Regions from separate parts of the Mus musculus genome. Here regions 1, 2 and 3 are each linked to region 4. The links are chromatin contacts, called in public Hi-C and Micro-C maps. All regions are on one chromosome and are shown on one strand. The core of a region is the stretch at or near the end of the contact, and the rest is flanking DNA. Distances in the headings are between cores, read along the strand shown.

Region 1 (3,704 bases), core at 137-2,636, 230 kb after region 4:
CTCCACATAGGACACTGCTAATTATATGAAATTCAGGGTATTCATTTTTTTTAAAGTTCAGGCCACAGTGCTAGGCTTAATTTGAGAACAAGTTAAGCTTTGGGATCTAAAATTTGGAATCTAAATTCTGAGCCATTAACTACAACCCAGTTTCTGTAAAACTATGTCTGTGAAGATCCGCATGGAAGACACGTCTGCTTCCCGGGACAAACAGGGTTCTGGCTCGGCTGCACAGCTCGGAGTATTTTCTGTCAGATCCTACCATCTTTTGGATGAAAGACTGATCTGGGTTCTCCCGTTTCTGAAGGCGTTCCCAGCTAGGATTTTTAAAAAGATTTTATTATTGTGTGTGTGTGTGTGTGTGTGTGTGTGTGTGTGTGTGTGTGTGTGTGTGTGTGTGTGTGTTTGTGGATGTGTGTGTGCATGAATGTAGATATCTGTACTCCTGTGTGTCTGTATGTGTGGTGTGTGCATGAACGTATGTGTGTGTGTGTGTGTGTGTGCTTCATGTGTATGTGTGTTTCTGTGTATATATGTGTGTGTTTCTATGTCTGTGTGCGTGTACGTGCCTGTGTGAGGGCACATGTACTCTCGTGTCTTTATGTGACTGCAGATACCCTCAGAGGCCAGAAGTACCTAATTACTCTGGAGCTGGAGTTAGAGGCAGTCTTGGCTACCTGAGGTGGATGCTGGGAAGAGAACTCTGGTCCTCTGGAAGAACACTAAGCACTCTTCACAGCTGAGTCATCTCTCTAGCTGAGATTTTCAAATCCCTTCCCTGCTTCAAACTCCCGTTCCTTCTAGAACATAAAGAAACTCCATTTCCCATTAACAAAGTAGCTCTCATAAAACCAGGGAATAAATTCACACACACACTCTCCCATCCACTATATCCTTGTGCATCCTTAAGCATTTTCATGCTAACAGCCCTAGCACTTCCCATCTTAGGACTGGTTGGTCTGTGGACCAGAGGATCAGCACTTGGTGGCTCTCAAGTGTTCTGCACAGGCATTCAGAAGCAAGCTTCTCCATGCCCAAGCTGTCCATCCCCTTATAGTTGGAACTCTTAGCCTTGGGACCCATGCAGAGGTGGGGAGTCCATTTAAGTCTGGTGGGGGTGGGAGGTGTAAGTTCCACCCCCACCCTTCCTGACACGCTCCTGAACCCTGGCCACTGCACCTGCTAGGTTCTCACTTCTCTGGGAAGCATCTAGAAACAGGACCTCTCACCCACCCCTCCCGGCTGGGCTCTAGGGTGGGGCCCTCACTACCTCTTTTCTTCTCAAAGAGCCTGGGATGCTGACAGCCTCAGATGGAGGCATCCTGTTTGTCGAAAAATAAACCGGCAGTTGAAGCCGGGTTGCAAGAGCGAGAAAACCGCAGGCCTGCGCGCCACTGATAACGTGGGCAGCTTGCTTTTGCAGCAGTTCCTAGCTGCAGCGGCCCTGTGAAGGCCTGTGTCACCGCCTCCCTTCCTGTCTCCTCCTCACACCATCCCTCCATCGCTCCTTGCTGGCTCTACCAGCCACTTGCTGGACCCTTCAGCCACTGGGACCATTGCTTTCCATAAAAAACTCCTTAGTGCAGTGCAGAGCTGATCAGAGGGTAGCAGGGAACCCTGACGCCTGATGGGTTGCTGACACCTGGGGGGGGGGGGCGCTACGGGAGTCGGGGGAATGGCAAGGCTTGCAGACCCTGGTCTTGAACTAAACTGTCTTGAAAATGACACATTTGGAACCTAGAGTTCTTGTCTTTCTGCGTCATGGGCTATTGTGACCTGGTTTTAATAGAGGAGAGAGGGAGGGAGGCAGAGAAGGAGAAAGAGACAGAGACACGGAGGAAGACAGAGACAGGCAGAGACGGACAGAGAGACAGACAGACACAGACAGAGGCACACAGTCAGACAGAGACACACAGAAAGATGGGCACAGAGAGCTGAAATACCAGATTCAAAAGCAAAGGGGACACCAGAGTCCAGCATGGAGATAGTTTTCCTTCTTGGAGTCATGTGCCCTGGCCTGGTTCCACGATGTGAATAACTGCGTGCCCATCTTCCTTCCCCTTTCAGGGGGTATTAAAAGCTCTTCCCCATTTGCCTGTTATCAGATAAGCTAGGCAGATGAGAAGTCAGTGGGTAACCGCTGGTATGACCACAAACTCACTGGGAACCAAACAGCTTGACCCTCCGAAGCAGAGAGTGGTATTGAGAATCAACAGGAAAGCTGCCTTCTTGGCTCCATAGGACCTACTTCTCAAAGTAGTGACAGTCAGTGTGGTGGTTACAACCTATAATCCCGGCTTTGAGGAAGCTGAGGCAGGGGAATTGCAATGACTCTGAGGCTGTGGTGGACTACAAAGTGGACACAAACATACACACACATGCACACACATGTGCACACACACACACACATATATACACACACATATGCACACACACAACCACTTAAGTGGACATCTTATGTCACAGCAAATGGCATCTAAGAGCTGATGTTAAATCATCCAAGAAGGGGCCACTGAGCAACACATGATGGCATCCCCTTTATCGCCGAGGGCCTTCTGGATCCTGACACCTAAGTTAGAGTTTCAAGTTCACCTTTGCTATTCTAGAGAACACGGGGAAAAGACCACCAATACCCTTCATCACTGTCTGTGTGTATCTGATGAATAAAAAGCCAGATAAATATGTTCTTACAACAGAAGGGGGACCAGAGGGAGGGCAGTGAGGTAAGGGGATTTGGAGAGTGCTAGAGATAAATATGAGCAAAATACTATATACATATACATGCACACATACACATATACACATATACATATACATGTGTGTTTATATACATAGAAATGTCATCGTGAAACCTGCTATTTTTATGCTAACTAAAGATTAATAACAAAAACAAAATTAACAAGGTGGTTGGAGAGACGGCCCAGTGGTTAAGTGTGTGCTGCTCTTACAGCTCCCCGCACTCACCCAGCAGCGCACAACCGCCTGCAATTCATATCAGGGCACCAACGCCCTCTACTGGCCTCTTGATGCACTGCTCTCACAAGGTGCACAGACACATATGCTGGCACTCATTCATACACATAAAATAAAAGTACAGAAATCGTGGTTGGGGGGAGGAATCCAGCCTATTCTTAAGGGCTTCTAGAAAAGCCCTGTGATTTTCCCATCCCCTCCTCCAGGAAGGTCTTTAAAATGGACCTCAATTCTGCTGAGCAAGTCCCCTGAGTGGCTGGCGCTGTGCATGGCTCTCCTCTGTACATGTCTGTCCTTTGGTGTGTTTCTCCCCACGGCCTCACTCTGGAGTGGCTCTCCTCATCTAACTTCTGCTGAGATATCTGCACCTAGCCAGGATACCCAGGCATCTCTGTACAGTTGCTAGCACAGACACTGGTAATAAACAGCTTAACTTGACAATCCTGAAGGAGCAAGGATTCAGGCCAAAGAATGTCCGTGTCTTAGGGGTGGAGAGAGTGTGTCTCAGCTCTGTTGTCACATGAGATGGAGTCCACTGGGGAAACCCAGCTGTCTCGTGAGATGAGTGTAAGACGTGGGACATCCTGAAGGATGCTTGGATGCTTCAGGTAACACGGAGCCCAGTTGTAAGAACGCTAAGGAAGGGGTTGTCAGGGAGTGACCCAAACTATCTCATTACTGTTTTAACCATTTTCGTGAAAGAAGTCAAGTGGGCTTCCTTCCTGTGAAAT
Region 2 (3,334 bases), core at 108-2,607, 200 kb after region 4:
GCAAAATTATCTCCATGAAAACCAAATGAGAGTTCCCTCTGGGGCTCAGACTTAGAGAAGTACCTTGCATGCCTGGAATTTGGGACCCAGGGCTGGCACTTGGAGCTACGCTGCTCAAGGCCCAGCCTCTCATCGGGCATCACCTCGAAATGGAGGGAAACTGAACAGAGGAAAAGGAAGACCCAAGTAAGGAAAGGAAGGCCAGGCCCTGCCTGGGGATCCCAGGAAGACTAAGGCTTCACTTCTCAGCAAGTAAAACAGATAGAACGAAGAGGTCAATAGGTGGAGGTGAACAGAAGAGCTCACACCCACAGAATCATCTTGTCTTTATTGTCTGTCCCCTGACCATGTGACTTCTGGAGGCTGAAGGGCTGTGTAATATCCCCCTCCGGGGGCTGGCCAGGAGGAGGCAGGATCTTGGGTAGTCACAAGTTACTCTTCATGGATTCAAAGAGTAATTATCCCTAGCAGGGTGACTTGGCCCATTTCTTTGAGTGGAGCTCGGAAAGGCTACCAGTAGGCTTTATTGGTACAAACAATGAACAGATAGCTGCCCACAGGCCACAGCTCTGCTGAGTGAGGAAATTCTCCTCCTTTGCTCTCCACAAAACTTCCTAATGCAAGCGAGCGTGGGAACTGGTGCCAGTGTGAAGAGAACGCCACTGTTTCCTCTACTTACCAAGAGATGTCCATGCTAAGCCTATCCGCCAAGGGGAAAGCCAAGGACAACATCATTTGGGTTTTGATCAAAGTGGTCTTTTCATCCCACAATTAAAACGTGTCATACTGTTCCCAAGCTTTGAGATGTCAGTAGGTTGCCAGCCTAGCCCTCCCAGGATCAGCCACTCACGGAAAAGGGCTCTTGGTCTTCTTTTCTAACTTTTCTGTCTCACTTGCTTTCACCAAGAACCCAGCTCTCCCGAGCTGGTGCCCAGCATTTAAGTGATGAGAGCCGCATCCGGGCTCAGCAGCAAGTTGGTGCCAACGTTGAATTGCTGTTGAATAAACAGCAAGGCAATCTTTATCTAAATAATCAGTTGTTCCTCAAACCACAAATAACAACAGGATCTGAAAGCCACCAAATCCGCACAGGACAGAGAGAGCAAGAAAAGACTGAGGCAGGGGATTTCTGTTTGCTTGTTTGTTGTGCTTTTTTTTCTCTTACAGCCCCTCTCTGCTAAGCTCTGCTCAACTGTTTCCTTACACAGCCTGGGGGAGGGCAGGTGGAGGGCAGGAAGGGCATAGCTCAGAAAGTTTAAAAAAAAAAAATTGACATCACTTAAGTCACGTGATTGGCAAGAGCCAATGGCGGTGGGCTGTGGAAAGGGGAACAGTTAAATTTGTAATTTGGGTTGTGTGAAAACTTCTTTGGACCTCATAAACAACCACAGAACCACAAGTTGGGTAGCCTGGCAGTGTCAGAAGTGTAAGCCCAGCACAGTGGTCAGCAGGCAGGACGAATCACACTGAATGCAAACCACAGGCTTTCGCAGAGCGGTGAGCAGTTCAACCCACAGCATAGGCGGTGCTTTCGTCTTTTTTTTTTCCTTTTTTTAATCTTTAACAATTTGAATATTTGTTTCTGCAATAATTCTTTCCCCCACCCCCACCCCATAGGACCCATGGAGTACCAGAAGTGTTAGGGTTGGGGGTAGAAAGAGACGTGGGGAGCCATGGTGGGAGGTGAGGTCAGAGTAAGTGACATTTCTTGGTTTTTGCTCTGAAGGTGAAAGAAATTATAGAATCCCCCGCCTTCAGGAGAGGTGCGTTTTCGAAAGGAAACGATGGCTTCAGACAGCATTTTTGAGTCATTTCCTTCATATCCACAGTGCTTCATGAGAGGTGAGTACGCTGGTCTTTTTTATATCTGATTTTGCTCAGCTTTGCGCAGACTAAGATGGCAGCCCGTGGACCCTCCGGTGCCTGCCTGAAGTCCCTGCCTGCTTGTGGGGGGAGGAATTCAAACAGAGGCTGTTGACTCTGAGACCACGAGATTATTATTTGTCAGACGCCGTGCTGCGGGGATGTTTTAATAAATGCTTAGGCTGTTGAAATATTTGGTCGCTGGGTGAAAGTTGTGTCAAGTGCTCTGAGCCGCTCTCAGTTAAAGTCCCAGAGATTAGAAGGCTGGCGCGGAGGACACTCTTTGGGTTTTATCTGGCTGTGCCTTGCTCTGAATGATTCGCTTGCACTTACTCTGATGGCAGCAAGCTGTCTGGCCCTGGTTCTGAGTTTGGCTTGCCCCTGGGTTTAGCAGGCTCAGTACTTAGCTGGCCGGAAGAGCCGGTGCCAGCAGAGTGGTCTCCGAGAGGCAGCTCACAGGTATACCTTGGATCAGTGCGGAGATTTCAGGGCCAAAGTGGCAAGTCCACAGAGGGCAGGATTTGGGCAGACTCGTTCTGGGAAAAGCCATCAGAAGATGCTGTGTTGTGCTGTGGTTTTTCTTTCAGCCTCAATTGAAAGAGGCAGCCGGCATTGCTCAAGACAGAAAGCCAGCAAGTTGTGGTACACAGTCTCTCTCAGAAAGAACTATGAAGCCATTTCCTAAGTCCACGCACTGTCACAGCAGAAATTACTAGATTACAGACTTATGGGTTGGCACCACGTAGGTCCCTGAACCTTCCTGCATTTTTTACAGCGGCCTTATGGAACTTACAATGCTGGAGTTCAGCCATAGTGCCCATGTGGGCTTGGTGGGTCTTTCAGGATGAGGACTGAGCTTAAGTAAAGAAAAACAGTGGCATAAAGAGCTCACAAAGACGTGGCCGTGTATCAGGACGTGTAGCTTGTGGTATGATGCTCTGGCAGAGCTAAAATGGAGTGGGATGGGATGGGGAAGAAATCATTTGTTTTCTGGATACAAATTATGTGCACACCCAGCCAGTATCTGTGAATCATTATTTATTCATACAGCCAAATGAGTAGGGGAATTCGAGGGCTTGCTGGCGACTTTGTCACAACAAAGGCTATTGAGGTTGTGATGGTTCATCTATGCTGAAACGTGAAAACTGGAGGAAGGTGTGTGTGTGTGTGTGTGTGTGTATGTATATATGTGGTGTGTGTATGTATGTGTGTGTGGTATATATGTGTGTGTGTGTGTGGTATGTATGTGTGTGTGTGGTATGTGTGTATGTGTGTGTGTGTGTATGTGTGTGCATGGAGTGGTATGTATATGTGTGGTGTGTGTGTGTGTATGTGTGGGATGTGGTATGTGTCTATGTGTATGTGGTATATGTGTGTGTGTGGTGTGTGTGTATGCCTATGTGTGTGTGGTACATGTGTGGGGGATGTGTGTATGTGTGTGTGGTGTGGTGTGTATATGTGTGTGTGTGGT
Region 3 (3,515 bases), core at 273-2,772, 160 kb after region 4:
CTTCAGTTTTTGTGGTTTGAAAGGGCTGTTTCCTGCTTGATTTTGTTTCTTAGAGGTCTCCCCCCCCCCGCCCCTGCCCCCAAGGAATAGAGACAGAGAACATAAAGTTGGGTGTATTGGAAGGTGAGGATGATCCGGGAGGATTTGAAGAAGGGGAAACATAATCAAAATATAATTGTATGAAAAATAACACATTAAAAAATACAGTAAGAAGCAACAGAGTGGTGGTAGGCACAGCCACTACGAGAACATGGCAGAGAGGAAGAAAGGAAAGGGGCTGACGAGAGGAAGCCTGCTCAGAAAAAAGGAACATGATAGAGACAGGCTTCCTGGAAGCCTAGAGTGGGGAATTATAAATAGACAAGGCAAGATGATAAAAAACATGACCAGTGTGCAAGGAAGCTTGAAGTGGTCCCTTCCAGGAGGTAAATGTGAGAATGAAGACAAAGTTCTGGTAAGTCTGCAATGTGCAAGGATGAAGGTGCTCCTGTGACCACGCATGCCTGGACTGGAGGAGGCCACAGTCAAGGGCAAAGAAGGTTATCAAAGCTAGACCAACTCTCTCAGAGCAGAATACCTAGACTGGCTTCCTGGTTGCATAGCCCATAGCTGTTTCTTCATGCCCTGGTTTTAGCTGTCGACTTAACATAGACTAGAGTCACCTGAGAAGGGGGTCTTAACTGATAGATCAGCAAGATTAAATTAGCCTATCAGACAGAATTGGCCTATGGGAATATCTGGAAGGCATGTGTGGTCTTGATTGTCAGTTGACGTATGAGGGCCCAGTCCACAGCGGACAGGTGGTCTTGGGGTGTATAAGAGAGCTGTCTAAGAAGGCTAGAGAGGTGGTGATATGGCTCAGTGGTTAAGGGCACTTGCTGCTCTTGCAGAAGACCTGAGTTCAGTTCCCAGCACCAATATGGTGGTTCACAACCATCTGTAATTCTAGTTCTGGGGACTCTGATGCCCTCTTCTGGCCTCCCTGGGGTGCGAGGCAGACGAGTTATTCAGACTCAGGTCAGGCACAAACACTTACACACGTAAAATGAAAATTAGATCAGAAAGAAGAGAAAAAGAAAGCAGAGCATGAGCCATGAGTTCCTCCAGGCTTCCTGTCGTAGCCTCTGAGGCTGGGGAGAGCTCCCCAGTCAGGCTAGTTAATCCACATAGACTCAGCTGACACCCTTCAGTGACAGACAGTGCCCTGAAAGAGTAAATAAACCCTTAACTTCCTGAAGTGCCCTTAGTCAGGGGGTCTCATCAGAGCAACAGCAATCGAACTAGAACACCTCCCAATCTTGTGTTCCAGACATTGAACAGAGTTCTCTTTGTTCTCAAAGTAGGTCAGTCCTGTTCTCAACACAAATGTCTGAACCAGCTGTGGGGGTCCTACTTGTCCTCACTGATCGTCTTTGAGAGACAGGAACATAATTAGGTCTCCACACTGAGAGGAAGAGGGAAGCAGAACGGGATTCGCTTTCTAAATCAAAAGACAACAACATCTGCATCAGCTCCTTCCTTCCTGTTTGTGGTGCTGAGAGGAGAACGCCTTGTGGGGGTTACGTCAGCCATCTTGTGATCATGAGGTGATAAATATGAAGTTTTGTTTTCCTGTCCAACTGGTCAAAGACCACAGAGAGGAAGAATAGAAAAGGCTTGGGTCCCTGATGACAGAAGCCATCTGCTGCACCAGAGGTGAAACCATCCACCCCCGCTCTTGAAGGATGACAAAGAGGATGACATAGTTCCCACACTGCTTGAGCCATGATGCTTTCTGCTTGTTGGCATCGGTTCACCAATCCACGTGGCAGCACCAGTGCAAAGACCCTTAGGTCCCACAGCAGAACCTGACCATGACCTTTACAGCTGTGTCTACAGCCCTCACCCTTGAGGCTCAACAGTGAATCAGAAAGAATATAGGAGTTAGCAATGGTGAAAAGAAGGGAAACCTACTCTGGGCTCAGGGGAGAATTTTTTTCTCCCGTGTGGACTACCAAGGGCATGGCCAGTAGCAGAGGCAGGCAGGATGATCAATTATCTCTGGGATGTGGAAGAAATATGTGTGATTGTGAGTGCCAGAACATAGAGGATTTGATATCTAGGGAGGAAGGTCTGACTTGTCAAAGGATATTTCAAATTTGTAGAGAATACACCTGAAGTATTTTAAAATTCAACACAGATCATCCCAACTCCCTCATCTTGGGAGGAGCACAGGTGGTTTGCAGGTACATCATCCTTGTAGGATCTGAACAGGGGGCTCGGAGAGAAGCTGAGATCTGTACATCCATTGTGACCACTGACAATTGGCCTCAGAGAACGCCAAGGGGATGGAGTCTCTGGTCTCTCTTGGTGCCACTGAGTTTGGATAATGAGCTGGTCTCTTCCTCCTCCTCTTCCTTCTCCCCCATCTTCCTCCACTTCCCATGTTCTTCCTCCTCCTCCATCTCTTCTTCTTATCTTTCCCATGCTCCCCATGCTCTCCCTCCTCCTCCTCATGCTCCTCCATTTCCCATACTCTCTCTCCTCCTCCTCCTCTTCCTCCTCCTCCCCATGCTCCTCCATTTCCCATACTCTCACCCCTCCTCCTCTTTCTCCTCCTCCCCATGCTCCTCCATTTCCCATACTCTCACCCCTCCTCCTCTTTCTCCTCCTCCCCATGCTCCCCCACTTCCCATACTCTCTTTCTCCCTCCTCCTCCCCATGCTCCTCCATTTCCTATGCTCTCCCTCCTCCTCCTCTCCCTCCTCCCCCTATGCTCCTCCACTTCACATGCTCCTCCACTTCCCATGCTGTCTTTCTTCCTCCTCCTCCCCATGCTCCTCCACTTCCCCATGCTCCTCCAGTTCCCATACTCTCTCTCCTCCTCCTCCTCTTCCTCCTCCTCCCCATGCTCCTCCATTTCCCATACTCTCTCTCCTCCTCCTCCTCTTCCTCCTCCTCCCCATGCTCCTCCATTTCCCATACTCTCGCCCCTCCTCCTCTTTCTCCTCCTCCCCATGCTCCTCCACTTCCCGTGCTCTCTTTCTCCCTCCTCCCCCTATGCTCCTCCACTTCACATGCTCCTCCACTTCCTATGCTCTCCATCCTCCTCCTCTTTCTCCTCCTCCCCATGCTCCTCCACTTCCCCATGCTCCTCCACTTCCCATGCTCTCTTTCTCCCTCCTCCCCCTATGCTCCTCCACTTCACATGCTCCTCCACTTCCCATGCTCTCTTTCTTCCTCCTCCTCCCCCTATGCTCCTCCACTTCACATGCTCCTCCACTTCCCATGCTCTCTTTCTTCCTCCTCCTCCCCATGTTCCTCCACTTCACATGCTCCTCCACTTCCCATGCTGTCTTTCTCCCTCCTCCTCCCCATGCTCCTCCACTTCCCCATGCTCCTCCAGATCCCATGCTCCCCCTCCTCCTCCCGCACTCCGGGATATTCTACGCTCTCACAAGGCAGTCCTCCCAGTGATTTTCCAGACAAAGGACACCAGGAAGCAGTTCAGAGGGGTTGGTAGATTTTAAGTTCTG
Region 4 (3,191 bases), core at 418-2,917:
TGGGGCTGGAAGCTTTCAGCATAACTGTTTTAGGAAGAAGCAATCCAACGTATGACAAGTGCCTGGCTTAGGTTTAGTTTGAAACTGAGCTCCAATTCCAAAAGAAACATGCTCTAATTTTACTTCTAAATGTTTGCAATCAGTGCACTTTTTATAAGAATTTTCATTTTATGTGTAGGAGGGTTTTTTGTCTGCATGTGTGTATATAAGCTATGTGTGTGCAGTGCCCACAGAAGCCAGAAGAGAATTGTGTATGCCCAAGAATAGTTGGTCATGAGCTGCCACATAGTTGCTGGATATCAAACCTTCATCCTCTGCAAGATCAACAAGTGTTGTGCACTGCTGAACCAACCCTCCTGCCCATCTTAAGTTCCCTTAATAAGCTATGGCGTATTGAAAGTTTTGTCACTTGCATTCCTCCAGGATAATTATGTTATCACTTAGAAATAAAACAACACATCAGGACTATCAGGAAACTCAATGGTTACATGTACGCTTGTGCACACACAGATACACATGCATGCTTATGAACACACACAGGCACACATGCATGCTTAGGCACACACACAGGCACACATGCATGCTTATGCACACGCACAGGCACACATGCATGCTCATGCATACACACATAGAAACACAGGCACACATGCATGCTCATGCATACACACATAGAAACACAGGCACGTTTTTCTAATCTCTTATACACCTCATTTCAAGAATTTAATCAAATGCATCTTGAAGTATTACTCATGAAATGTTTTATCTCAGCTTTCCCCCTCCCCATTTAAAAGTAAACAAAGAGAGAGGCAGGGGGTGGGGGGAGGAATGATGGGAGAAGAAGAAGCTGACACACCTGCCGTGCAGACATTCGGCCTCCTTCCTCCACCTGTTTCCCAGTCTGACCTTTACCCAATGGTAGCCATGGAGGGACTCTGAAGTCCAGGTTTGGGGGAGTGTCACAAAGGCACATTGGTACAGTAGCCAACAGTATGGATTTGATCTGGGGCTGGAGTTGAGCTGCCCACTAGCTCATCCTGTGTCTTGAGTGATGGTAGTCAGTCTCCCTCAAATTGTGGATGTGATCTGGGAATGAAGAGATATCTGGAAAGTTCTTAGCCAGAGCCAGGCATCTAGGAGGTGCTCAATAAATGCCAGCTGGTTGGTGATGTATGAGCTGCTAAGTGGGTAGAGTTTTTATAGTGCTGTGTGTCCAATTGTGTGGTTCAAATTTATAAATAATTTGGAATAGAAGTAAGAACAAATAATAATTTAAATTAGTAGTTATAGGGGTTTTCTGTTTGTTTTGATTTTATTGTTATTTGTATGCTTTTCGATTTACACAACTATGAAGATTGAAGTCTAAAACATACGACCCTGGCCTCTCTGCTTGATGTTCCTGTGACACATCTGCCTTTGGCGCTGATCTTAGCAGGAGACAGGGATGCTCAGAGAGAACACGCCTGGAAGCAGGTGAATTTGCGCATGACTTTAGAAATCACGGACCACTTCTGGGCCTCGGTTTCCTCATCATAAAACAGGATTTGTTAAGAGCCAGGAGAACAGGACCTTCAAAAAAAGGTTATGACGCAGACCTTCAGAAAAGGCAAGTGTTGCTCATTTTCCATAACTGGTCTCCACCTGCTTCACGGCTTCCCTTTCCCACCACAAAAGGGGAAGCAAAACCAAGCCAGCCTGTGCGAGCATTGCCCCAGCTGGAAGCTAGCAGTGTAGCTCGGGCAACTGCGTTGCTTTTGAAAAATGGTCAGTCTGCTGAAGATCTGAGTTTAGTCACTTTGGGATTCTCCCTGGAGGGTCATCAAAACCCTTAGGTCTCTACAGTCTGCCCTGAAAGCAAGGTGGGATTGGTAGCTGCTAGAGCCACTTTGGGTCTGAGGGCTGCCTTCTGAGTTCCTTCTGCTCTGTACAACAGCAAGGTAAAAATAAAGTAATGCTTAAAGCCACATGTCACTTGATCCCATGGCTGTGAAATGCCTCAGGAGCTGAGAGTCCTCTGTGGGCATGTAGAAATGTAGTGCGCGTATATACACCTGGGCACACACACATTCACTTAAAACAGACAAACTGACAAAGGGATGTGAGAGTAGGGTCTTAGCTGCGTGGGGTGGGGGTGGGGGTGGGGGTGGGATGTAAAATGTAGAGTCACTGCCATACAGATTTCTCTCTGGGTGATGGAATATTCTGGAAATGGGCAAAATGATAGTTGCACATTAAGAACAAAACAGAAGCTGTTCCGTTTTATATTAGAAAAGAATGATTTTTTTTTTTAGAATGGAAATTACACCTCAATTTTTAAAAATAACTCACCAGAATTTAAGTTGCTCTCTCCGTGCTTCAGTTACTTTGTGCATACACTATTACAACTGGAATTTCTGGTGCTGTGGGAAAGGAATCAACCTTGCTGTGGGTCTGCTCCTGAGCTACTTTGTCGCCTGCTGCTGGTGTATCGATGCTTTAGTTATTGCTCGGCCTCAGTGTGAGCGAGCATGTCTCGCTTTCTTCTCAGTCTAGAAGATCGGAACGGTCCAGGAGAGTGAACTTTTCTATCTCCACGTCAAAATCAGTTTTTCTGTGTTGTAAAACTAGGTTGAGACTTTGGTAAGAATTTCATCTATTCTATGAGTCAGTCAGGGGGTGGGGGGGCTGTGATCCTAACTCCCTTAGGGTGTCTGTTGCTGGAATGAAACACCAGGACCAAGGGCAACCAGTGGAGGCAAGTGTTTGTTTCATCTTACTGCTTGTAACCCACCATCAGGGGAAGTCAGGCCAAGAGCTCCAGGCAGGAACCAGCAGGCAGAAACTGATGCAGGAGTCATGGAGGAGCATAGCTAACTGACTATATGACTTGCTTGGGCTTTTCTTACACACCGCAAGACCACCAGGAAGGGCACTGCCTACAGTGGACTAGGCCCTCCCCCATTGTTCACTAACTAAGGAAATGCCCTACAGTCTTGCCTACAGCCCAATTTTAGGGAAGGCATTTTCTGAACTTAGAGTCCCTCTTCCCAAATAACTCTAACTTGGGTCAAGTAAAAAAAAAATGAACTAGCCAGGATACTTAATATACTTAGTCTTCCAGGACATGTCTATTGCTTAATTTAGCTGTTGAGTTCTTGAAGTTGGATTTTGTGATTTCATCCATGTTTTATAATTCCAGCATACAGAATACAGGC

The links. Hi-C and Micro-C count contacts between places; a contact is called where the count stands out from the background.
Region 1: a contact with region 4 is called in a Hi-C map of bone marrow-derived macrophages, with 4 times the contacts expected there. The contact joins two enhancer-like sites. A contact is called at or near these places in 3 of 484 Hi-C or Micro-C datasets (bone marrow-derived macrophages and pre-pro-B cells), 5 of 115 datasets of contacts at active chromatin or transcription factors (bone marrow-derived macrophages, microglia, pro-B cells and 1 more) and 1 of 9 other capture datasets (embryonic stem cells).
Region 2: a Micro-C map of macrophages shows a contact between it and region 4, with 6 times the contacts expected there. The contact joins the promoter of Runx1 here to the enhancer-like site in region 4. A contact is called at or near these places in 5 of 39 promoter capture datasets (the C10 cell line, HPC-7-derived erythroid cells, liver and 1 more), 2 of 15 datasets of contacts at CTCF or cohesin (large pre-B cells and pro-B cells), 16 of 484 Hi-C or Micro-C datasets (B cells, DN3 thymocytes, the G1E-ER4 cell line and 11 more), 14 of 115 datasets of contacts at active chromatin or transcription factors (DN3 thymocytes, the HPC-7 cell line, the SCID.adh cell line and 9 more) and 4 of 9 other capture datasets (adipose tissue, embryonic stem cells, liver and 1 more).
Region 3: a contact with region 4 is called in a Hi-C map of bone marrow-derived macrophages, with 8 times the contacts expected there. The contact joins two enhancer-like sites. A contact is called at or near these places in 13 of 484 Hi-C or Micro-C datasets (the 63-12 cell line, B cells, the HPC-5 cell line and 8 more), 11 of 115 datasets of contacts at active chromatin or transcription factors (the 230-238 cell line, CD8 T cells, the HPC-7 cell line and 6 more) and 1 of 9 other capture datasets (bone marrow-derived macrophages).

Annotation. Positions count from the first base shown.
Region 1 is chr16:92,799,438-92,803,141 of GRCm38.p6, reverse strand. All of the region lies in intron 2 of Runx1 (runt related transcription factor 1), which reads left to right. Among named protein-coding and RNA genes, the nearest start is that of Runx1, 25 kb to the left of the region's middle. RefSeq lists enhancers at 1,258-1,492, 1,114-1,646. Within about 2 kb of position 1,386, at least 132 of the 459 cell types and tissues checked have an H3K27ac peak or open chromatin away from gene starts, as enhancers often do. A contact at or near this core is called in bone marrow-derived macrophages, microglia, pre-pro-B cells and 1 more, where this site is marked.
Region 2 is chr16:92,824,097-92,827,430 of GRCm38.p6, reverse strand. Runx1 (runt related transcription factor 1) reads left to right here and starts at 1,357. Exons shown (of 8, transcript NM_001111021.2): 1 at 1,357-1,497; 2 at 1,727-1,842. The coding sequence starts at 1,785.
Region 3 is chr16:92,865,553-92,869,067 of GRCm38.p6, reverse strand. No RefSeq gene overlaps it. Among named protein-coding and RNA genes, the nearest start is that of Runx1, 41 kb to the right of the region's middle. Within about 2 kb of position 1,522, at least 86 of the 459 cell types and tissues checked have an H3K27ac peak or open chromatin away from gene starts, as enhancers often do. A contact at or near this core is called in the 230-238 cell line, the 63-12 cell line, B cells and 7 more, where this site is marked.
Region 4 is chr16:93,027,332-93,030,522 of GRCm38.p6, reverse strand. No RefSeq gene overlaps it. Among named protein-coding and RNA genes, the nearest start is that of Gm41499, 72 kb to the right of the region's middle. Within about 2 kb of position 1,667, at least 91 of the 459 cell types and tissues checked have an H3K27ac peak or open chromatin away from gene starts, as enhancers often do. A contact at or near this core is called in the 230-238 cell line, the 63-12 cell line, B cells and 14 more, where this site is marked.